5 separate regions of the Mus musculus genome follow, and regions 1, 3, 4 and 5 are each linked to region 2. Evidence: chromatin contacts called from public HiCAR-type and promoter capture Hi-C data. All regions are on one chromosome and are shown on one strand. Each heading gives the region's core, a stretch centred on a gene start, on an enhancer-like site or on the middle of the called end of the contact. The rest is flanking DNA. Distances are from core to core; before and after follow the strand shown. Region 1 holds the start of Nrip1 (nuclear receptor interacting protein 1). Region 2 holds the start of D16Ertd472e (DNA segment, Chr 16, ERATO Doi 472, expressed). Region 3 holds the start of Ncam2 (neural cell adhesion molecule 2). Region 4 holds the start of Rbm11 (RNA binding motif protein 11). Region 5 holds the start of Hspa13 (heat shock protein 70 family, member 13).

Evidence for each region. Promoter capture Hi-C pulls out the DNA fragments that hold promoters and counts their contacts. HiCAR-type assays count read pairs that join an accessible place to other places. Capture Hi-C pulls out chosen DNA fragments and counts their contacts.
Region 1: a contact with region 2 is called in a promoter capture Hi-C map of pre-B cells, with 4 times the contacts expected there. The contact joins the promoter of Nrip1 here to the promoter of D16Ertd472e in region 2. A contact is called at or near these places in 2 of 39 promoter capture datasets (liver and pre-B cells), 2 of 115 datasets of contacts at active chromatin or transcription factors (astrocytes and thymic regulatory T cells) and 1 of 9 other capture datasets (liver).
Region 3: a contact with region 2 is called in a HiCAR-type map of astrocytes, with 2.9 times the contacts expected there. The contact joins the promoter of Ncam2 here to the promoter of D16Ertd472e in region 2. A contact is called at or near these places in 1 of 39 promoter capture datasets (hippocampal neurons) and 1 of 115 datasets of contacts at active chromatin or transcription factors (astrocytes).
Region 4: a promoter capture Hi-C map of pre-B cells shows a contact between it and region 2, with 2.1 times the contacts expected there. The contact joins the promoter of Rbm11 here to the promoter of D16Ertd472e in region 2. A contact is called at or near these places in 3 of 39 promoter capture datasets (liver and pre-B cells).
Region 5: a contact with region 2 is called in a promoter capture Hi-C map of liver, with 4 times the contacts expected there. The contact joins the promoter of Hspa13 here to the promoter of D16Ertd472e in region 2. A contact is called at or near these places in 3 of 39 promoter capture datasets (hippocampal neurons, liver and pre-B cells), 1 of 484 Hi-C or Micro-C datasets (B cells), 1 of 115 datasets of contacts at active chromatin or transcription factors (astrocytes) and 2 of 9 other capture datasets (adipose tissue and liver).

The regions. Positions count from the first base shown.
Region 1 is chr16:76,370,989-76,375,274 of GRCm38.p6, reverse strand. Nrip1 (nuclear receptor interacting protein 1) reads left to right here and starts at 2,226. Exons shown (of 4, transcript NM_173440.3): 1 at 2,226-2,403.
Region 2 is chr16:78,574,578-78,578,916 of GRCm38.p6, reverse strand. It overlaps D16Ertd472e (DNA segment, Chr 16, ERATO Doi 472, expressed), which reads left to right and starts at 2,229. Exons shown (of 5, transcript NM_001252439.1): 1 at 2,229-2,493; 2 at 2,863-2,996. The coding sequence starts at 2,870.
Region 3 is chr16:81,199,377-81,203,394 of GRCm38.p6, reverse strand. It overlaps Ncam2 (neural cell adhesion molecule 2), which reads right to left and starts at 2,698. Exons shown (of 18, transcript NM_001113208.1): 1 at 2,427-2,698. The coding sequence starts at 2,481.
Region 4 is chr16:75,591,560-75,596,046 of GRCm38.p6, reverse strand. It overlaps Rbm11 (RNA binding motif protein 11), which reads right to left and starts at 3,156. Exons shown (of 5, transcript NM_198302.2): 1 at 3,004-3,156. The coding sequence starts at 3,099.
Region 5 is chr16:75,765,381-75,769,881 of GRCm38.p6, reverse strand. Hspa13 (heat shock protein 70 family, member 13) reads left to right here and starts at 3,064. Exons shown (of 5, transcript NM_030201.3): 1 at 3,064-3,147. The coding sequence starts at 3,123.

The DNA.
Region 1 (4,286 bases), core at 977-3,476, 2.2 Mb after region 2:
CTTACACTCATTAGTATCTCTTTGCTTCATCCTTATCTCAGTTTTACAAAACTGGGTCTCCTTTTGGAACTTCATCCTTGCACTTGCTAAAACGTTCTAGAAGACCTCCACCTTCCCACTTCCTGTCTCAGCCTCCCAGTAGTTGGGATTACAGGCCAGTACCACCTTGGCTAAATGAAAGCATTTGTTGAATCTGCTATAGTCTACCACAACGATGCCTTTTAATAAAACTGACATTGAATTTAAAAAAATGGCACATTAAATTGGGATACATTTAGAATGTCTTTGTATAATATTTACAAAAAAAAAAAAAACTAAAGAGCTAATAAGTTACAATTATGCTGGTCATTTAATTTGCAATTATTTGCTTTTTGTCAATCCCGGATAAATGATGCCGGACAGGTAATGATGCCTGGGATTAATGCTGCCTTTACTAATTTGCTTTAAGCAGATTTTGAACTGCGGCATATGCGAGTGCTATGCTGTTACATGAGATTGACACTACCTTAGATGACAACAGATTGCATAGGTGAGTCACTAGGAGGACAGATAATAAGTATTTTAAAATGCACCATCATCGCCATTAAGGAAAATATTTCCTGCATGTGCTCAGGACTGTGCTAGAATATAGCTTTATTAAGAATTGATTTGAAAAATTGCCTTTACTTTAAAGATTGGGAAGATACCCCAGACGTTTTTCATTTGAAAAATCCGAAAAATAGCTATAGAGCTATTATATAACAGTAAAGAATACGGTTGGGTCACTTGGATAATTTTTGGTTTTGGTGTGCATCAATAACTGCTTCCAAATGCTACCGAAATTCTTAAGGATATGAAAACATATGAGAGTAGAAAGCTTCATCCACAAAATTGTCTTAGTAAGTATTTTAAGGCAGGGATAGCACTTCAGAGTTTAGGGTGAATCGAAGATGTACTTTAGCCTTTTTTTTTTTTTTTTAATGTCAAACAAAAACAACTTCTGCAACCACAAGTCTTCCCGCAGGTAATTCTTTTCATGACTAGAGTCAAAAACAAACGAGACAGAGACATCTGGGGTAGGGGGAGCGTTAAAAGGAGGCTTCACAAGTAAGATATGAAGGGAGTAGAGAGAATAGGTTTTAAAAGCAGAAAACACAAGGCGAGGAAGAGATCATGGTTTCTTATTTTTCTCTCCTCCCTCCACTTTCTCGCCTCACCAATCTGTTAGCCCACCTCAAATTTAGAGGCGGGTTCAGCGAGACCAGGCTGCAGGAAACCCAAGTTTCCCTGCATTGCCACCCTGGCTATATGATGTAATTGTTATTTATTGAGACTCTGAACCCAGCAAGAGCTGCTTTAAAGAAGTGACAGCCCATCTCCTAGTCCTGTTGGGTCAGATCCTTCCTGGGGGTGGTGCAGTTTGGCGGGCAGACCCTGCTGGAGACTTCGCAGTGACAAAGCAGCAGAAGAGAAACCAGGTTCCTGGGTCCTGCGTCCGTCTAGGGAGCTAGCTGTGCACTCCTCAGGTCTCCTTTCCAGTTTTCCGCTTGGAATCATGCCATATTTATCACTGGGTCCTACTAGGTGCTGAGCATGGGGTCAAAATGACCTAGAGTTATACAGCGCCGCAGCTTCCGGGATTTGAGCGGGACACAGATTTTAAGGAGGTGGAAATTGAGGGTGGGTAAAGGGCGCCAAAAGAACGCGTGTTTGTGGGGTGAAACGGGAGAAAGGGAGACACTTAAGGTGCCAGCACGTAGGCTGGGGAACCTGGGGTAGGATTAAGGTGCCCCGACGCCCCTGTGGTGCCCCCAGCGTTTGCCCCGGCACGGGTGACATGGGCGATCGCCTGGCCCCTAGCGGGGAATCTGTCCAGGCGGCTGGCTGGACGGGGCTGGGAAGCCAGGGCGCCGGCTCGGGAAGCACAGCACCCCCTCCTTCTCCGGGTCCAACCGCGTCCTCTCTCTGCCTTCAAGGCCGATCAGTCCCGGACCCCCACCCGGAGCACCGGCGAGGAGGCCTGCAGACGCCCGGTGGGCTCCCCGGCTCCGCCGAGCCTCCGGGTGCGCGCTCGGCCCGGGTGACAATGGGAGGGAGGGGCAGAAAAGGGTTAAGAAACTTGGCTGAAGAGCTGAATGGCGTGGAGCAGCGAGGGGAGGGACCCGGCCGCCGCGAAGTCGGCGGCGGAGGGAGGAGCGCGGCTGCGGCGGGCGGGCGGCGAGCGAGGCGCTCAAAGTCAGCCTCGCAGACATTGCAGCAGAGCCCCGAACTCGGGAGGCGACGGCGACCGCGGCGCAGGCGGAGGACGAGCCGGCCCCAGCCCGCCCGAGCGCAGCGCCCGTGGCCTCGCGCGGCCGCAGGGCACGGCTAACCTGGGAAGGAGGGAGCGACGCGGATCGGCGGCCCGGAGCCGCGGCGGCCTCGGTGAGTGGCAATCGCGGCCCGGGCTCCGTGCGGAGCTCGCGGGAGCGGACGCCGCGCCGCCCGGGCACGGCCTGGGTGCGCGGCCCGTGGAGGCGGCGGAGGCCGGGGGAGGCCCGCGGGGAGCTCCGGGAACACGGATCCCGGGGACAGCCCTCCGCCGCGCCCCGCTCCGGCTCTCCCCTGGAACTCGCGGGCCCGGCCGGCGCAGCCGCCAAGTTGTGGAGTTCCCAGCCGCGGGCTCGTCCGTGCCAGCCTTGGCGCGAGGGGCGCAGCCGCCCTGGGTGTTCTGCGCCGGGACCCACGCGGGTGGCCGGGTCGCGGGGCCCCGGTCGAGCTCGCCCGCCCAGCTGCCCCCGTTGGCCCCGAGCCCCGGGCGCTGGCTGCCGCGCCGCTCGGTCCTGCCGCCCAGCGGTGCTCTCGGTGGCGCCCGCGCTGCTCCCCGCCTATCGCTGCCGTCTCCCTTGCGCGGTGCTCGCCGATCCCCGGCCGGGAAAAGTGACTCGGAGAAGGGGCAGCACTGAGCCCCAGGCCCGGCCTGCTGGGCACGAGCTCCCCGCTTGCCGAGGGAGGGCGAGGCTCCTTGCACCCGAGGCCTCAGCCCAGTTCCCCCAGCATCCGAGAGGGGGTTCACTCGCATGAGCCTGGTAAAGTCCGGGGAGACCGCTCTCCTCTCTGGTGCCACTGTCCTCCTTTAATACTATTGTTGTTAGAAGAAACCCTCTAGCGTGCAAACATTCCCCAGACCCTCCTATCCCTTTCCAAAGTACTTTCCAAATTTTAATCAGGAGTTGATATTCAGACTGAAGGAACAAAGGAATCCACTGTGTTTAAAAGGCGGACAGGCAGAGAGTCTGACACATGTTGATCTCTAAGGCATTCCAGGAGTTTCTACCTTCCATCATGTCAGTAATTTAACTGGATTCTGGAGGTCGTAAACGAAAAACGGAACGTTAGGTAATTTCACGTTAAAATACTTTGTCGTCGTCGTTGTTGTTTTAATTAATGGGTCATTTTAGTTGGGGGAAAGTCCGGACATGATTAGGTGCAAGAACTTTTAACTCATTTTTTTGTGGCACCAGGCTGGAGTTTGTCTGCTCATGTAAGCTGATTGTGACACTGAAGGAAAACCGTGTTTTTAGAGAAAGAGAGACAGACTAAAAGTAAACCAAGATTGGCATGTCTGTCTGTCTGTCTGTGTCTGTGTATACGAATACATGCTTAAATGATGTGTGGTCTGTGTTTCTTGGGTTTTGTAAAGCAGGGGCTTTAGTAATTCTTTAAAGTTATGAATTACATTGAACCCGCTTATTAGTGAATCACAGGTTTAGCAAGTGGGCGGCATCTTCCAGATGCAATTATCCAGTGTTTAATCATCAGGTTGCCACCTTTGTCTAAGAGTGAAATAAGTCGACTTTTTAAACAAACGGTGCTTCCTATGCACGGCCCCTAAGAGTGGCTGCTGTCTGGAGTATGTTGAAATCTTCCACTTCCAAGTGAGTTGCCCTGGTTTTGCCCAGCAGTTTGGTAATATCCAACAGGGTTTAATTGATTCAGGGACTTCAAAACCAACAGGAAATTTCTGTACAGGACTTAGTTACTGTAGACAAAGAAGGAGAGTCAGAATTGTAGCAGGCAGTACCTGCAAACCAGATACTTACTCCAGCCTGTTTTATAATAACTCTACTGGGGACACTTCTCTCCACACTTAGCCTTTCAGGGACTGGAGCATGAAGAAAATATACTTAAAAAGTAGACATACAAACTCTAAGGAGGGAAGTTCGGTTGCTGCTTGTTTGTATACAGATGAGTCCTGTGAAGTGCCTTCAAGATACTTGGAAACCAGGCTTCAGTGGCTACGAGAAGACTTAGAGCCACCTATCTGT
Region 2 (4,339 bases), core at 980-3,479:
TCGCTACAAGTGCAGGATTTCCGGTCCTACCCCAAATTCCCTAAATATGTACCTACATCCGAAAACAGCACTCAGATCTGTGGACCTGCAATGGCTTCAAGGTGTGGGTAAAGAGCTTTCTATGTAAGTATGAGGACCAGAGTTCAGTTGCCCAGATCCAAGTGTAATGGCTACTCTTGGTTGTCAACTTGACTATACCTGGAATGAACTACAATCTAGAATTGGACAGCTTACCTGTGATCCAGATCTTGAGGCTGGAAGACACAAGCTTCTGACTTGGATCTTGGCATGGTGATCTTAAGGCATAGCGGCCATGAAAAATTTAGGCCCAGCCAAGGTAGTACTGGCCTTTAATCCCAGGAGATTAAGGCAAAGAGATCTCTTAGTTCAAAGTCATCCTGGGACAAAACAAGTCCCAGACTCAGTTGTGCCAGCACACACCTTTAATCTGGGCCACACCTTCTGCTGGAGACCTACATAAGGACTTTGGAAGAAGGAAGAATCATTCTTCTTTGCCTGCTTGCACTTACTTGCCAGCACATCTGTTGAAACCTACTTCTACAGAAGGCAAGCTGAAACAACTAGCCTTGTGGGACCGAACAAATACTAGATTCCTGGACTTCCCATTCACAGCTGACCATTGTTGGGTTAGTTGGACTACAGACTGTAAGTCATCACAATATATACATTCCATAAGTTCTGTCACTCTAGAGAACCCTGACTAACACACCAGGAGAAAACAAACAAACTTAACACATTTACTGCAACATGGGAGCTGGAGACAGGGAGATCATGAGAAGCCCACTGGCCCACTAGCCTACACTACACACCTATGAACAGCAATGAGGCCCTTTCTCAAACAAGATTTAAAAAAAAAAAATGAGGACAGACATCTGAAGTTGTCCTCTGAGCTCCACACACATGCCAGGATATGATCATGCACACATCATACACACCACATATACAAACATACACATACAAATATAAACTTTGTAAAAATCACTTTAATTAAATAAATGAGTAGAATCCAAAATGCAAGATATTTAACACACCCCAAATTTTAATATGCATAGGGGGCAGGGACCTATAAAATATTCATTATTATTATTAATGGGGGGGCGTGTCCTGGTGACTGTGGGACACTCTTGGAGGACAGCTTTGTGGAGTTAGTACTTCCGTTCCACTGGGAATGGAGCTCAGGTTGCCAGGTTTGCCATAGCAAACACTCCCCCTCCCCCATCCCACCTCATGCCACCCCCGCTGAGGCACCTCAGGTCCATGGATCTGGGGGTCTTTTTCAGAGCAAGGTATTGATTTCTGGATTCTGCATTTGTAAAAACGCCACATGGGGTCTTTGAGTCATCCACCACACTTCGGTAGCATGGGCACAGATGACTTTTTTGAGTCCTTGATTAGTGGCTTTACCTCCGCAGCCTTGAGTTCAAGCTCCAGTTTTTGTTTCTAAGAAACTGCGATAAAGGGTTAGTCACCACTAAACTGCAAGAGCCGAGTTTCCTGTTTCTCTTCTGTGGACTGTTGAGAAAGACTAGCATAGCAAACGTAACTGAAAGTATTGCGTAGACTTGTGGCCTAGGCAAGGCTTAAGGAGTCAAGCAGATGATGAAAGTACATTTACATACTAAAAAAAAAAAAAGTTTAGGAAAGGGGTAGACTTAAAAACAAGAGGCGGAGCCTCGGGAATGTTTTCCGTGGATGTGCATGGGAGGTACCACATCGTGATACATAATTCGAAGAAAAGATGCTCTGCTTCTAGAATTATACCTAAATCGGGATATCTGAATTATCAACTTTTATCTCATTCAGAAAGTCAACCAACATGAAACAGGAGTTCAAGGATAATACTTGGTTCAGGCTCCTGGTTTTGAAGCAATACACTCCCCACGCGTGTGTGCCTTTCTCCTCCTCCACCCCTCAGGCTTAGCCGTGGGCCCATTCCTGCAATCCGCAAGTGGCTGGAGTTTTCAGGGGCTGCAGGGAGGCGGGCCGGACGGGTCCATGTGCGCCACGCGGAGGGGAGCGAGATGCTCTCCGCGGAGGCGCAAGAGGATGCGCACGGGGGCGCGGGGCGGCGCGGGGCGGGCGGAGGGCGGCTACACTCCCTGCGCTAGGGTGGCCACGTGGGGCCCTGGGGCTGTGGGCTGGCCCGGCCGCTCTCCCCGTGGGCGGCTCGGGGTGGCGCAGGCGGCCCGGGCGGGGCGGAGCGCGCTGCTGTCTGCGCTGCGGCGCCGGCGGAAACAATAGTGCGGATCGGATCGTGGCGCGCGGACGGTGGCCCGCGGAGCCGGACGGTAGAGGTCCTTCTCTGAGCCGCTCTGGTGCTCAGGACCAGTGCCGGGACGGACGGACAGACGAGACGGATCCCACGCCGTGCCGGACGCCCACGATCCTCGAGTGGCGTCCCCGGGACCCTCCGGTCCGTGGCTGAAGAGTCTCCGACGTGAGCCGATCCTTCCCGGGTGTCCCAGTCCCCACGTGCGTCTTGCCGCGGCGGAGCCGGGGAGCCGGGTAACCGAGTTAGCGGGACGCCTCCAGACGCTCACCCAGAAGTTGGCAAAGCCGCGTCCCAGCGGCTCCTTCTGGCCACAGCGACCGACCCGAAGTTGGTTGACAGGCCGGGTGTCTGCCGGCGCGACCCGGGAGGCGGGTGTCTCCTGTGGGCAGCCCTTTTGCTTTTTCGCAGTAAAACTGTGATACTGTAACTCCAGGTATGGCGATGCTTGCCTGACAGGGCTGTTGCAAACGCCTCCTTTTTCGGTTTTTGGGGGGGTTTTTGGTCGGTTACTGCAGGCCATAAGCAAGTTTTTGCCGTTGTGTAACTTGCTCCTTTCTCTTTCCTCATAGGGGCACTATGAACGAAGAGGAGCAGTTTGTAAGCATTGACTTGAATGATGACAACATTTGCAGTGTTTGTAAACTGGGAACAGACAAAGACACGCTCTCCTTCTGCCACATTTGCTTCGAGCTAAATCTCGAGGGTAAGGATTCTGCGGTTTTAACTGCGTGCCGCGTACTACTTTGTGCAACTTAGGCTGAGATGTTTGGAGGTAACACTGCAACTGCTTGAAAGCCTAGAGATTGTCCTAAGTGAAGATCTGCTAAGGGTTTCTGGAAATGAAGCCAGAGTTAACAATAGTTATGAGTCGAGGGAAATGTTTGTCTTTATAACAGAATGTTAAGCTCCTTTTAACTAATATGAAATGAAGTGCAGGTATTGTCTGATAAACATTTAAGAATCAACATGACCGTACACGTGGGCAGATATAATTTTACTCCTTTCTGCCAAACTTAGTCTCTATTTTTCCCATCATGTGGTGAATTTTAACTAACTTTTATTTTTTTAAGTTGTTTATATCAGATTTTAAATAACTTCCTTTAATATTAATAATCTTTTTAAAAAAGGACTTTTCAATTCTTTCGATGCCAGTACCATTGTGAGAATGTGTAAAAGAAATGCTTGAGAAATTAAACCTTTTGCTGAAGGTTGTGTTGGGTACACAGATAACTGGGTCCTAGATGTTTCCAGGAAACATGGGCTGTGAGCTTTCTATTTGCACTGTCACAGTGAAACCCCAAGTCTTTTGGGGTATCTATGAGTCACACTGAAGAAGAATCTTAAAATTTCCCCCAAAATAAAAATTTGTGTATAACTTGAATTTTGAGGTTCTAATGTGTCTGTCAGTAGAGAAAGATCTTACTAGATACTAAATATTTTGAAATACCTAGATGCTTAAGGGCTTGGTTTCAAAACAACATTTCATTTTGTCTTTAAAGACTTTCATGATTTTTTTTTTGTCTTATTAAGAGGGACAATGTATCCTTATTGCTAAGCACACTCCTGTACTGAGATCATAGACTTTGCCATTCCTGTTAGGACTTGTTACTCAGAAGTGTTGTAGCTTCCAAATGGTGTCTGTCTTGGCGCATCATGGAGTTTCTGTGGGCTAAGTAGTATGCTTGTTACTCTGGCTTTAGTAAATTGTAGTGATTACACCTAGTTTTAAAAGCGTGACTTAGAAATGACGATTTTTTTTTATGTGTGTGTGGAGTTTATATTTATGTTCTCTGTGCCCCAGTGAGAGGGCACACTTCTGCTCTTTGGAAACAGTTTTTTTTCCTGTGTGTTCTCACACCTCCTGGAAGTTTACATTTTAGAAGGGCAGAGACATCAGACAGGATCAACTTGCAATCTCTGTGTTGTCTGGAAGAAACTGAGGCCTGGTGGGTGGGTGGGCTGCTCCAGGTTGCTGGAGTGGCGTCAGCAAGCTGTTCTTCTGTGCCAGGCAAATGTTTGCTGGGAGCACATCTGTGCCAAGCCTGG
Region 3 (4,018 bases), core at 1,449-3,948, 2.6 Mb before region 2:
TAGGTTTTCATGGCTCCATCAAAAAAAAAAAAAAAAAAAAAAAAAGAAAGAAAGAAAGAAAGAAAGAAAGAAAAGAAAAAAAGAACAAACAGAAATGCAAGTTACACATGGTTCATTAAAAAAAGAGAAAAAAAAAATAGCTCCCAATGGTGTGTCTGATACTTGCGGCTGCACCCGTAATTAGAGAAGAAAACAGCAGCCTAGAGAAATTTAGACTCCTGGATAAGGATTTCTGTTTCCAGGCGTCTTTGACTTCCTTACAGCACATGGCACAGCGATACTACATGCTTGTTCACAGAAAAGCTGGTTCCCCCGGATACTCCACTAAGGGTGTCTGCATGGCATGCCACTGCACGAGACAGAGAGATCTTCTTTACAAAGATGCCATCCGTCTGTCCTGTTTCATTGACGAGGAATATGGGTTCCCCTGCAGGCAGGCTTCCTTGCCACAGTTCTCCTCTCTAACCACCCTGCGTGCTGATTATAAATCAGCTAAATCACAATTTCAAATACAGGCTACATCTAGAGACCCAAAGTGTATCTGCCTTTGTGCACTGTTTATGCCTAGCTACTTAAGCATTCCAACCTCTCCCCTTTCCCTGAATTCCAGCACACTTGGCATCAGCGATGATAAATGCACAGACTCTACAACTGGGATGATTTCCTCCAGACAGCGCATCAATCGGCACAAACTTGCCCCCATATTACTTCACACTACACTCTCCTAATTGCAATTGCATCTAAGTTAGATTTTTCAGACTGCCTTGTTTGAATTCAGAACTGCCTCTCCATGTTACAAATGAACAGTTAAACACAACTACCAACCCAACCCACCCACAAAATGACAGCTCTGTATCTTGTAGTGAACAAGTGTATGCTGATCTTTGCAAGAGAGGTGACTGGATTAATGAACAAGACTAATATGAGCTTCCGATGGATCTATCTGCAATTTTTTCTGAGACTGAAATATTACCCATCCTCTGTTAGGATGGCAGAAAGAGGCACTTTATAAATGAGAGCAATATCTAGCATGTGAATTTGTACTTCAGAACATAAAAATCTACATCCAATCGTGGTTCATCATTTCACTGTAGTTTCAGAGAAAGACAGAGAAAGGAAGTCTTTACATCCAAAATGCCAAGCCCTACTGAGGGATGATAGAAGGACAGTGGGTGCAAGAGCAGAAACAAGCATTTCTTGCTTAAAATGGAGTTATACCACCCCCTGCTGGAGCACATGAGCAACGCAGAAGCGGTGGGGAAAAATGCTTAGAATTGGATCTAGAGAACATATTTTAACTTATCTTGCATTTTATTAATTTCATAGAAAATGCCGCACAAATAATATGGCATTCCTGCACTTTCATGTAATAGGAGAATTATGGATATTACCTTTGCCTTTAAGACTTCCACCAGTGCATATTTTGGTATTTTGTCTCCCCCCAATTAAATGTCCAAACTTGTCTGGACAGTTCAAAACGTTTCAAATGATTGTGAATATATTTTATGTGAACGTAGACTATGGAAGGCAGAATGATAAATTCATAATGCCTATCATCTATATACAGATTAGCAAAGATTGCTTCAACCAATTGTCCCTAGGGCTATTCTAACACGTTTTTTCTCTCTCTCCCCCACCCAAATTAAAAAATAAATAAATAAAAAGCTCCCCAGTACTCCCAGTGCTCCCCAACCTTCCAAATCCCTTACAGGTGCAATTCAAATCGAATGATAGATCGTGTTCAGATTATGCTATATTCAAAGGAGGGGGGGTCACAATGAACGCCTGCAACACAACCCTAGTTTTAGCCATTTGCTGTTTTACAGCATCTATGGCCCCTGTTAGTTTCCAACATAAATAAGCCATCAAACGTTCACTTCACAGCCCACCCACCACCCCCCAAAAAAAAAAAAAACTGGTGTTGGGAAAGAAGAAAAGAATCTCTAAGAATTGAATTTCTTGCACACCACAGAGATTTTTGATAAACGACTTTAATGCTGGTAGTTTTTGCCTCTTCTGTAAAACATCACCATGCCCTTCCCTTCCGCAACCTCAGATATTTAACTGTGAATACACACCAACACACTCATCCAATTTCGGGTAATAAGAGAGAATAAGCCAAAAAAAAAAAAAAAAAAAAAAAATCCCAGAAGCTGGAGCAATTTTCCCTCCCATGATCTCTTTCACACCGACGATGCTTATCTCCAATTCCGCACGGTCTCCTCTCTTATTTAAGGGGTCTTTCGAGCAAACGGATAGAATTTGAGGGGCCGCGTAAAGAAAGAGGTAAAATCCCAACAGTCGCCTCAAGAACCACCGCAACTTTGGTGCCTGGGTTTCGTGGCCCCGGGAGCCTCGCTCTTTGCCTCTCCGGGTTGGGTGGAGAGGGGGAGGGAAAGTGAAGCAAGAAAGCCGCACACTCCTACCTTGCCCGCTCCTGACAAGCAACCCGAGCAGGTAGAAGGAGAGGAGGAGGCTCATGTTCAGGACGTGACACCGGCGGACAGTTCCAAAGTTATTAAGTCCAGCCCCGGAGAGAGAACCTTCCGCTGCCACGGCCGCCTCTGCTAGCCCGCCGCCGCTCCCGGGTGCCCCAGCCGCCCGCAGCCCGCCGCGCGCTCCTCCTCGCAAAGTGACTGCAAGCTCCGCGCCTTGCCGCACTATATCCAGGCGGCGGCGGCGGCGGCAGCAGCGGCCGCCGCGGCGGCAGCGGAGCCGGCGGGAGGAGGCGGGGGCGGGACGGGGCGGGGAGGCGCGGCCCCGGCGGATCCCTCCGCGCGCTCGCCCTGCGAGCCAGGCACGCGCGGCCCCGGGATTCGTCCGCAGTGGAGCCCCAGCCACGGGTTCGAGCCCAGGAGTCCCGGGCTTTTCTAGCTATGCGGATGGTGCATGCTCACGGGGAACAGGGACGCCTGGACACCAGCACCCTCTGGCTCTTTTGCGACCCCGCAGGTGTGGCCGGGTTGCTGAGTACTGCAGAGGGCGAGCCCCAGAGGCACAGGAAGTATTGACCTTTGGTTCCTAAAGAGCTGGGGTGGCAGGGTCTGTGTCTATCCTAGGACTTAACCCTGGCCTGGCCTGACACCCTTAGTGCTTTGACACTTCCCTGTGGATCAGGGGAACAACTGTCTCCTAGGGTGTATGGCTACTAGCCCCTGCTTTAGATGGACCAAGAAAGACATTCATGCAGTGCATCTTTAGGTCCCAATTCATTGGGATGAGTGGATCCCCTCCCTAAAGGGGGGCGCTGCTGAGGGCTAAGATCTAGGAGGGTCTTGGGTTTTTTTTTTTTTTTTTTTATACACCATCTAGGATTAGCACTGTGAGGTAACATTTCCTTGTCAGTGTCTGAAGAGAGAGATCCGGGAATGTAAATGGAGGACCTGAGCTGGGGTTCTTTTTAAGGCCCACTCACCTGCAAACCCCACTGTACCTGCACCCCTCACAACTGAGTGTGTGTGTCACCTGAAAGTGTGACTGGAGGAGTAAGCATGGAGCTGTGGTGTCATGCAACCAAAGTCTGGGGTTGATCACGATATTTCCGCTGGTGGAACAGGGACATAAACTGTCACTTTACTATGACACCTATGACAAGAGACTAATCAGAACCAGAATCTCTGGCCCCAGGATCTGGTCTCTGCCCCGATCAGAGTGAGCAGACACAGCTGACAAAAGGTTCCTAGCCAACACTTTGTTCAGGTTCCTTAGAGTGATCAACCAGCTCACCCCAGACTCAGAGAGCTCCCTGGTGTTTTTCTTATCAGCAAGTACACATGTACAACCACAGTCGACTCTTATGAACATACTGCAGATGAAAACTAATCTCTTCCCCACAAAGCTTGCAGGTTTTCAAATTGACACCCGGATTAGCTAAGTACCTATTGCACATGCATGAACATGCCTGTTCACACACACATGCAAAGGGACCTACACTTAATGATGAGAGGATTATTATTCTGTAAGGGTGTGCACTCTTTTTCTTATTACTTAGAGCCAATTTATTTTAAAGTAAATATGT
Region 4 (4,487 bases), core at 1,907-4,406, 3.0 Mb after region 2:
TATATCAGAAACAAAACACTTCAGCTCCCTTAGAGAAGATTTTCTTTGGTTTGTGGCCACTGAGCTTGGTGGGTCAAAGGGCTGCCAGGCAGGTATGAGGTCTTGAATTTGAATCCTCAGAATGTCAATTGTTAGTAGTCAGAGAACCAGCTAGCCTGGGGTATACAACAGCAACAACAACAACAACAACAACAACAACAACAAGAGCTGTCTCAAACAAAGGGAAAAGTCTCTGAACCCCATAAGCATGTGCCAGAACTCACACATGCACATTCATGCACGTGAATGCACGTACACATATACATGTATGCACACCTGCCAGTGTATACTACACAGTGTTTATAAGAGAAACTGAACCTAATATGCATTTTGGTCTAGTAACACTGATATATATATATATATATATATATATATATATATATATATATATACATATATATATATATATATGCTGAAAGGAAATTTATTTTAATATGTTTAAGATCTGGTAGAGTGCGTAAACTATTCAGAAAAATGAACAACACTAAAAAAGGTAACAACTAGAAATATTATTCTACTGTCAATTATTTAAGCAGAATGAAGTACAACATATTGTACTTATTCAGAATGCATAGCAATAAAAACTTGTAATAGGCAATAAAAAGCAAAGAAGTAAAGAGAACACTGTTAACCACACCTGAGGAAAGAATTCTATGAGTGAATTTTTTCGCATGCTTGGAGGCTGTGCCCATGGAGACCAGAGGTGACTCTGGCCATACGCTAGGATTACTATTTTTCACGGTGGAGTTGCCTAAATACTTGATTTACATCTTTACAATGGTGCTGGAGCTAGCATGCTAGTCTCTCTCCTCTGAATGCTTTCTGCAGGAACTAGCTCATGGTCCCTCTGTTTGAGTGGGATAACATTAGCAAAATGACTTCCCCATTGCTGCCTCTTCTATGAAGACAGCCTCCTGAGTGTGTCCTGGAGCTTCACACGCAAGACATTTGAAACCACAACCACCATCTTCCCTCCCCATGTCTCCAGCCTAATACTTCTTGGTTAAAAAGACAAAAATATAAAAAAATATATATATTTGAGTATAAAAGGAGTATTCAGAAACTTGAAATAAATTATATTAATATAGTAATAAAAGTAAAATGATTTATTCTGCTTTCTAGGTTTTTTTTCTTCTATTAACATTAAGATTTACTTCTATACATATGCCAAAATTCTTATTTCCTGGGTGCTGGAGACTGAGCCTAGAATGTTAGGAATGCAAAGCTAGTGCTGACCACTGAGCAACACTCCCAGTTTTGCCGTATCATTTTCCAAAGTAAAATTCAACGGACTTTTCTGATATCAACAAAGTGATATTATATCACTTAAGCTTCTTTGAAAGTCAGTATGAGACATTTTCAGGGCAGCTGTCAAGTGGTTTGGGGGGTTTTGCTCTTGAATATGTTAAGTCTTTTAAATGATAATCTATGTTAGCAAATTCTCTCTGGGTAAAATGAAAACACAGGCTTACTGCTTGACCTGTTCCATGGAGCTTAAATTTTAATTAAGTGGGAAAAGGAAATCATGAAAAGAAATGAAGAAATACTGTATCTTGCCTTCTGTGTGTACACTACTGATTTGGACCTAGTACTTACTGACTAGAGAGCTGAGGTCTTAGGGGATTTGTAATCCCACAACCCCACTTTCCTCAGCCCTCCTCTACCCCACCCCCACTCCCCGGGGGTTCAGAAGCAATGATTTCTGGAGAGGCTGAAATTACTCCCCTTCCGAATAGTGAATTTCAAATCATATTGGGTCACAAAACAGATAATGGTGTTTATAGAGGGAATACTGTAAAGTGGCAATGGATAAAATAAAGATCTTATGTTTTCTTGTTTAGCATCTATGCGTGGCAAAGAGATTCCTTCCTTAAATTTAGAGATAAGTAAGTCCTTTAAAATTTAGGGGAAAAAAATCACTACTGGTACCCACAACCTCACTCTAGAAATGCATCTCTGTTATTGTGTCCCCGAGAATTTTCTCTTATTTTGAAAGCGGAAGTCACTGTGACTTTTTTTTTTCTTTTTAGTAGCAATGGTTCGCATTATTAGTAATAACAATAGCAGTCCTATTAGCAGCAGCAGCAACCAACAGCGCTGCCTGTAGCTGTTTCATAAAGAGAAGTGTATTTCTGGCAATCACATTGCATTTCAGAGACGATTAATTAGTCCCATTTTACATTTAAGTTCGAGACTCGGATACTGGCCTCACTGCAGACCGCTGTGTTCTCACTTTCAACAGGTTTTATTCTTTTTCCCCTTCCTTATTATTACCTGTCCCTTTTGCAGATACGCATAATCCGTGAAAAACAGTTTTGATTCCCCCTTTAGAGCCCCTTATCACCACTTTCGATTTGCTCTATAATTCTGAGTCATTAACCAATTAGATGAAGGGCTGAAGACAGCCGTCTCTGGCAAGAGGGACCCAGACGTGTGCTCTCCAGTTCTCAAAAAAGTCCTGAAGGTCCGAATATGAAATACAGTGTCATGACTAGGGAATCCATTAAGTTAGTCATGGTGAATTGACTGCCTAGCATTTCAGAAATCACTTGTATGATTCTACAACAACAACAACAAAATGCTCTCCCCATCCAAAGGCTTGGGAGAAAGGGTGACAGCTAGGGAAAGGTTTTCAAGAGAAGTATCTTTCTCGCAGGTGCCATTTTCTAGGTTGGACAGAAGGGTGCTTACTATCCCGTGAGGACAGTGACGGGGTTGTTTCGTGTTCCCGCAGCACATCCAGGGCCCGGAGAGGCTCCGGGAGTCCTGGCCTGGGGCTGCCAGGGTGGGGGGTGGGGGGTGGGAGGTCGTTGCCCACCCGGGGCTGCAGAGGAAGGAGAGTACGAGCCGCTCATCCCCGGCTGCACACTTGCGAGCCTAAGCGAGGGAAGGGAGAGCGGAGCTCCGGTGGGGCGGGGTCCCGGGGCTCCGCAGCCGCCGCCCGGCCTTCCCCGCGGACGGTACCTGAAGGAACAGCTCGTAAAGAATCTCTTCCCGCACTCGGGCCTCTAAATTGCCCACAAACACGGTCCTGTCAGCCTCCTCCTGAGCCGGGAACATCCCTGCGGTCCGCAGCCAGGGATGGAGGAGGTGCCGAAGCCCCGCCCCCCTCGCTCCGCTTTACTGCGCGGCTCCGCCTGGGCAGCGGAGCCCGAGGCGGGCGCGCGCCAGGGGCGGGGCGTGAAGTCACGCCCACCGTCCCGCGGGACCCGCCCACCACCTCGCAGCCCCGCCCTCCCTGACTAGAAAGACTGACTTACTGACCTGAGGGCATCAGTCGTCCACTTGGCACAGTGCTTCTACCTCTTTATGAACAAGATTAATGGGTGATTTTAGTTTGCTTTTTTTTTTTTTTAAGCAACGTTGGAAATACAATGACTAGGAAGTTGATATTCAGATTGACTAACTTCAGTATCGACGTGCCTAGGGGGAGATATAAAAAATTAATTTGCTTCCAAAGAGTTAAATTGGTAGATCAGTAACGCTGTGAAGTTAAGTTATAGCATGAAAAGAAATGTCTCCGTGTATGGCTACTGATACAAGAAAAGACTAAAATTAAAGTTTATTTAGCCTTTAAGTAATACCGAGATAGGTCTTTGAAATTTTTCTGTGGGCTCTGAAAAGGGCACTGAACTCAAGAAAACACTGTGTATAAATGAGTCATTAAAAAAAAAAAGTTCCCGAAAGGACCTTGGAATCACCCTGGAAAGATCATTCAGTAATGAGAACTTGATTTGGTCTTTGTTTGGTGGAGTAGTAGGAATTCATTTTGAATTCAGGAGATGTACTTCTGCTCGGTTGACTGATCAGAAAATTCCTCTCTCAAGAAATGGAAATGATTGAGAAACTCCCACAGAAATGTCCAACATCATGAGGAGATGCAAATGAAAACTACTTTAAGATTTCATCTTACCGCCGGCGGTGGTGGCGCATGCCTTCAATTCTAGCACTTGGGAGGCAGAAACGGGCAGATTTCTGAGTTCGAGGCAAGTCTGGTCTACAGAGTGAGTTCTAGGACAGCCAGGACTACACAGAGAAACCCTGTCTCGAAAAACAAATCATCTTACCCCAGTCAGAAGGGCCAAGATAAATAAGACAAGTAACAAAACATGGTGGCAAGGCTGTGGGTGAAGAACAACACTTATCCATTGCTTGTGGGAGTGACAACTGGTCCTGCCATTATGGACATCAGTGTGGTGGTTCCTTAGAAAGGTCTACCTCAAGGTCCAGCTATGTGACTCTTCAATATGTGCCCAAAGGATCCTACTACAGAGGCGTCCCTGTTTGTCGCTGCTCTATTCGTGATAAACAGAAATTGGAAACAGTCTAGATGTTCACGAATGGATGAACAGATAACGAAATTAACACAACGGAATATTATTCAGCTGTGAAAAAAAATGAAACTAGGGGGAATTTCAGGTAAATAGATGTAACTAGAGGCAATTATC
Region 5 (4,501 bases), core at 1,815-4,314, 2.8 Mb after region 2:
TTCCAGGACAGCCAGGGCTACACAGAGAAACCCTGTCTTGAAAAATAAAATAAAATAAAATAAAATAAAATAAGAGTAACATCATTGAAGAACTATAATCCAGGAAAACATGTACCAAATTTCTGACCTACAGAATTGTATACTAGGCCTCTATTAGTTTTAAGACAGTTTGTTAACATAGTAACAAACAATGAAAATAACCTGTGTTATTCCTTTCTGGAAGGAAGGAATGCTATATTCCTTTCTGGGGGTAAGGGTTTTCTTCTCTGAGATAATATTGTTTATGGTCCCATATTAAATGAAAACTGTGAAAGGAAAGGGTATATACTAACTACCATTTTATTGCTGTGATTAAAATCATTGACTGAAAGGGAGTATTTTAGCTACTTTCCTATTGCTGTAATAAAACACTGTAACTAAGGCGACTTATAAAAGAAAGTGTTTACTTTGGCTTACTGTTTCAGGGGTTTAGAATCCAAGATGGTCCAGTGCAGGGTAACAGAGGGCTTACAACTTTAACCTCAAACCACCATAGCAACTCAAAAAAAAAAAAAAAAAAGTTTACATTGGCTTACAGGTCCAGAAGGCTAGATATTCGTATTGGCAGGAGAGACATGACAAACAGGCCACCAGTGCAGGAAGCTAAAAGACCATACCAACTGCAATCAGGCTAAGAACTCTGAAAGCCTGCTTTCCAGCCATGGACTTCCTCCAAAAAGTCTCCACATCCTAAAACTTCCCTAACTTCCCCAACTTGCCACAACTAGGTACCAAGTGTCTAACTACATGAGCCAGTAGGAAACATTTCTCTTTCAAAGGACAACAGAAAGGTGGGCAGAGGGAATTACAGTGAGCAGTGTTTGTATCACTGATCCTCATGATACTGGCCCCATGGCTGGTGAATCTAATGCCTGTCTGCTCTTATACTGTTGGTTGGGCTATTTTTATGTGGACTGCTTACACCTGGTTACTTTGTATCTTTCCATCAATTTACAGCTTGACTCTCACATTTAAAAAAACAAAAACAAAAACAAAAACAAAACAAAAAAAAAAACAGCTCTAAAATACTGGAAGTTCTCTTCAAGGTAAAACTATATAGGTTTCTCCAGTCTTGCTCCTTCCCAGTGATCATATTATTTCTATGTCTCACAGCATGTTGAATTAAATTTCTGATTGCCTTCTCTCTATCCTTTATTGATGCCAATGGTTACCACTGTGCTAAGCACACAGTAACTGTTCGATAACATTTATTAAAATTATCATTACCCATCAAAATCATCAGTTGGATGTTTGAATTATGCTTTCTTCATTCTTCCTAAGAACTTTGGCGAATAGTAGTCATATATCCACATGCTTTTCATTTTTCACATGACAAAGTATTTAAAAACACTAAAGTGTATTATAATGGGTCTCTGTTAGCCATAATTCAGATATAAAATCATTATATATGTATGTGTGATAATATCTATCTGTAGATAGGTAGGTAGACAGATAGACATAGACCAACCTATCATAGATAAAGTACATAGATAGCTAGAAACTTAAAAGATACAAGATTTTACGCAAGTGGAAAGCCAGTAGAGGTTCTTTCCCACAACTAGTAGACCTGTCGCCAATTAGGACTATTGATTTGCACCTAGCCAGAGAAGCACATTTAAGTTTCTAGGACCTTAAGTGTTCATGAACTTTCCCAACAGTAAAGTCACGTCCAGGAGTCCTTAAGTCGTATCAAATATTAAACAGTGAGGGGAAAACATCATGTTTTATATACTAAAAACCACCTGTATCCTCCCCCTCAATAATTGTGGTTAATCTTTTCGTCTTGCTGGGATTCAGAATCATCATGGAAGTAAACTTCCGGGTATGTATATGAGGGCGTTTCTGACCTGATTAATTGAGGCGAAAAGACTTCGCCTAACTATGAGCACTGCTATTCCGACATCCAGCAGGTTCAAGGCTGAATTAGAGAGAGAGAGAGAGAGAGAGAGAGAGAGAGAGAGAGATGCCTTCGTTTCCTGTCTCTGCTTCCTGACTGGGTGCAATGGGGACAGCTGGTTAAAAGGTCTTGCCTCCGTGACTTCCTTGCTATGAGGAACTGTACCATTGAACTTTGAGCCAAAATAAATCTTGTCTTCTTCAAATTGCTTTGCTAACGTGTCTTATGGCGCCAGGGGAAAAGTGATCGGATAGTCAACACGTGAAAGGACGGACCTGTCCAGGAAGACAATTCTGGCCATTTATGACATAATTAAAACGAAAAGTAGAATGTATCTTTCCATATTAGTTGGTAATAGCATATGTGAATGTTAATATTAGATTTGAAAATATCTTGGATAAACCATGCGGTCCTGGACAAACTTCATTCCTGACGAGCCCGTGAAATAATTTACTGCCAACAGCATCGGGCTGGCATTGCATTTAATGACTGCAAGGATATTTGCAAAGCAACGAACAGGTACACCAGAGGTGGGGTCTCCGGTAGGACTGCCCCACTGTGGAATGCTAAGGGGACTTCGGAGGGCTTAGGAGAAGTCTATCTAGAATCTTGATTTCGACCAAAGACGCATAAACCTTAAAAAAGAGGCTGAACAACAAAACGAAACAAAAAACAAAAACAAACAAACAAAAAAACCGGAAGTTTGAATTCCCCGCCTGCCTGGCAACGCAACCCACCTCGGAATCTTAATTGGTTTTATCCTCTTTATGCCTTCCAAGCTCTGGACAGTCCAGAACTGCAGTTCCCACAATACAACGCGGTGAGGCGGGGCTACAGGGACTTTTTTTTTTTTTTTTTTTTTTTTTTTTTAACCGCGAGTAAGCTCGCAGCGTTTTGGGTTTGATGAATGACAAACTCTGGCCTTTCCCAGACGCTGCTCCCACAACAAAGCCTGGTTTGTTGGGCCTTCGTGCGTGGGGAGGCCGAGTCTTCCCTCACTGGCCTGAGTAAAATCCGCCCCGCGGCCTCATGGTAGATGGAGTCATTGCTGTGGTGGAAATCGTAGTTCCTCCGGCTAATTCGGAGCCGACGGACTACATTTCCCAGGAGGCTGCGCGACAGCCGGCGACTAGGGGGCGGTGCCTCCCATCGGTACAGTCATCCTTCTGCCTGTTCGGCGGGACTGATGGCCGGAGAGATGACGATCTTAGGTCAGTATCTCAGGGGTCCCTGCAACTATGGAAGTCGACGGGGAAGTTCGACGAGGTCTGGGTGGGCAAGGGTTGGTTGTCTCACTCTCTGAATCACAGGTCACGCAGCCGAAGGGAGCCTGAAAAGGGGGCTAAGGCTGTTTGGAGCTGGTGGGGGCGGGGCGTCTGGAGTCGGGGGTCTGACTTGCCGGAGGCCTCTTGGGGTCGTGCCACCAGCCACAGGTCTGAGAGACGAGGGCCTAGGAATGCTAACGACCTCGGTCTTGAATGGGTAGCCGAAATCGGTTCTCTGTGCGAGAACCCACTGTGAATAAGAAGGGGATCTCGAGATTGAAGACTCTTGGCTTCACTCGGGATGCGGAATTGGGAGGGATTCAAGTCCCTGTGCATTCTTAGATGGATTCTCTTTTGAACATACCGATTGGGAATCAACATTCCCTTGCCAAACGCTGAGATGCTTTTGAGATTTGTCTGTAGGTGGGAAGAGACAAGTGGATAGGTTCTTGGTCTGCTATGATGTGCCAGGCGTTGATTTGAAGGAGCTAGCAATTACCAACAGCACTACCGAGTGACATTATGGGTTTGAGTGGGGACAGGTGTATTACGCAGACTAGTGAAACCAAATCAGATATTAATTCTAAACTCAAAGTGATGTTCTTATTCGCTTTTGTGTACAATATGCCTGATGTTTCTATATGATCTTTTCCCTTAAATATTTGCTGAGCCTCTGCTCTTCATGGGCCGTACTATTCAATGGTGACTAGAACTTGCCTTCGGGAAGTTTACATATTGTTGCTATCAGGGTTAGCACTTGCATACTTCTTCCCTAATATCTATTTTGAAAAGTATATCCTTAATGAATGCTTATATATGCAAAATCTCTTCTGGACTCTATGAGGTAACAGTAGTGCCTAAGCAGTTTTCAGATCAACATATCCAACTTACGTATTTTATCCTTTTGAATGGGTAAAGACGATAACCAAACAGGTTAGACTTACATACCAAAGCTGTCTCTGTGGGAATTTCATAATGGCATTTCATTTTAGTAATAACAGGTAAAAACTGTTTATGAAGCTATCAATCTAAATAGCAATAATCCAAGAAAACTGGATTGTATTTAGCTTTAGTTTCACATTTGTGATATTTTCATTCAACAACAGCATAATGGTTATTTAAATATCTTTACATTTTATTCCTTTATTATCATGTAACGGATTATACAAAAATACATTTGTGAGGGCTTTTGGTTTTTGAGGGTTTTTTTTTTCTCCTTTGTTTTTAATTGTACCCCGATGGAATGTTAAAAACTTGATGTCCAAAAGAAGTAGCTAATAATCCTATAAAGTGAAATATT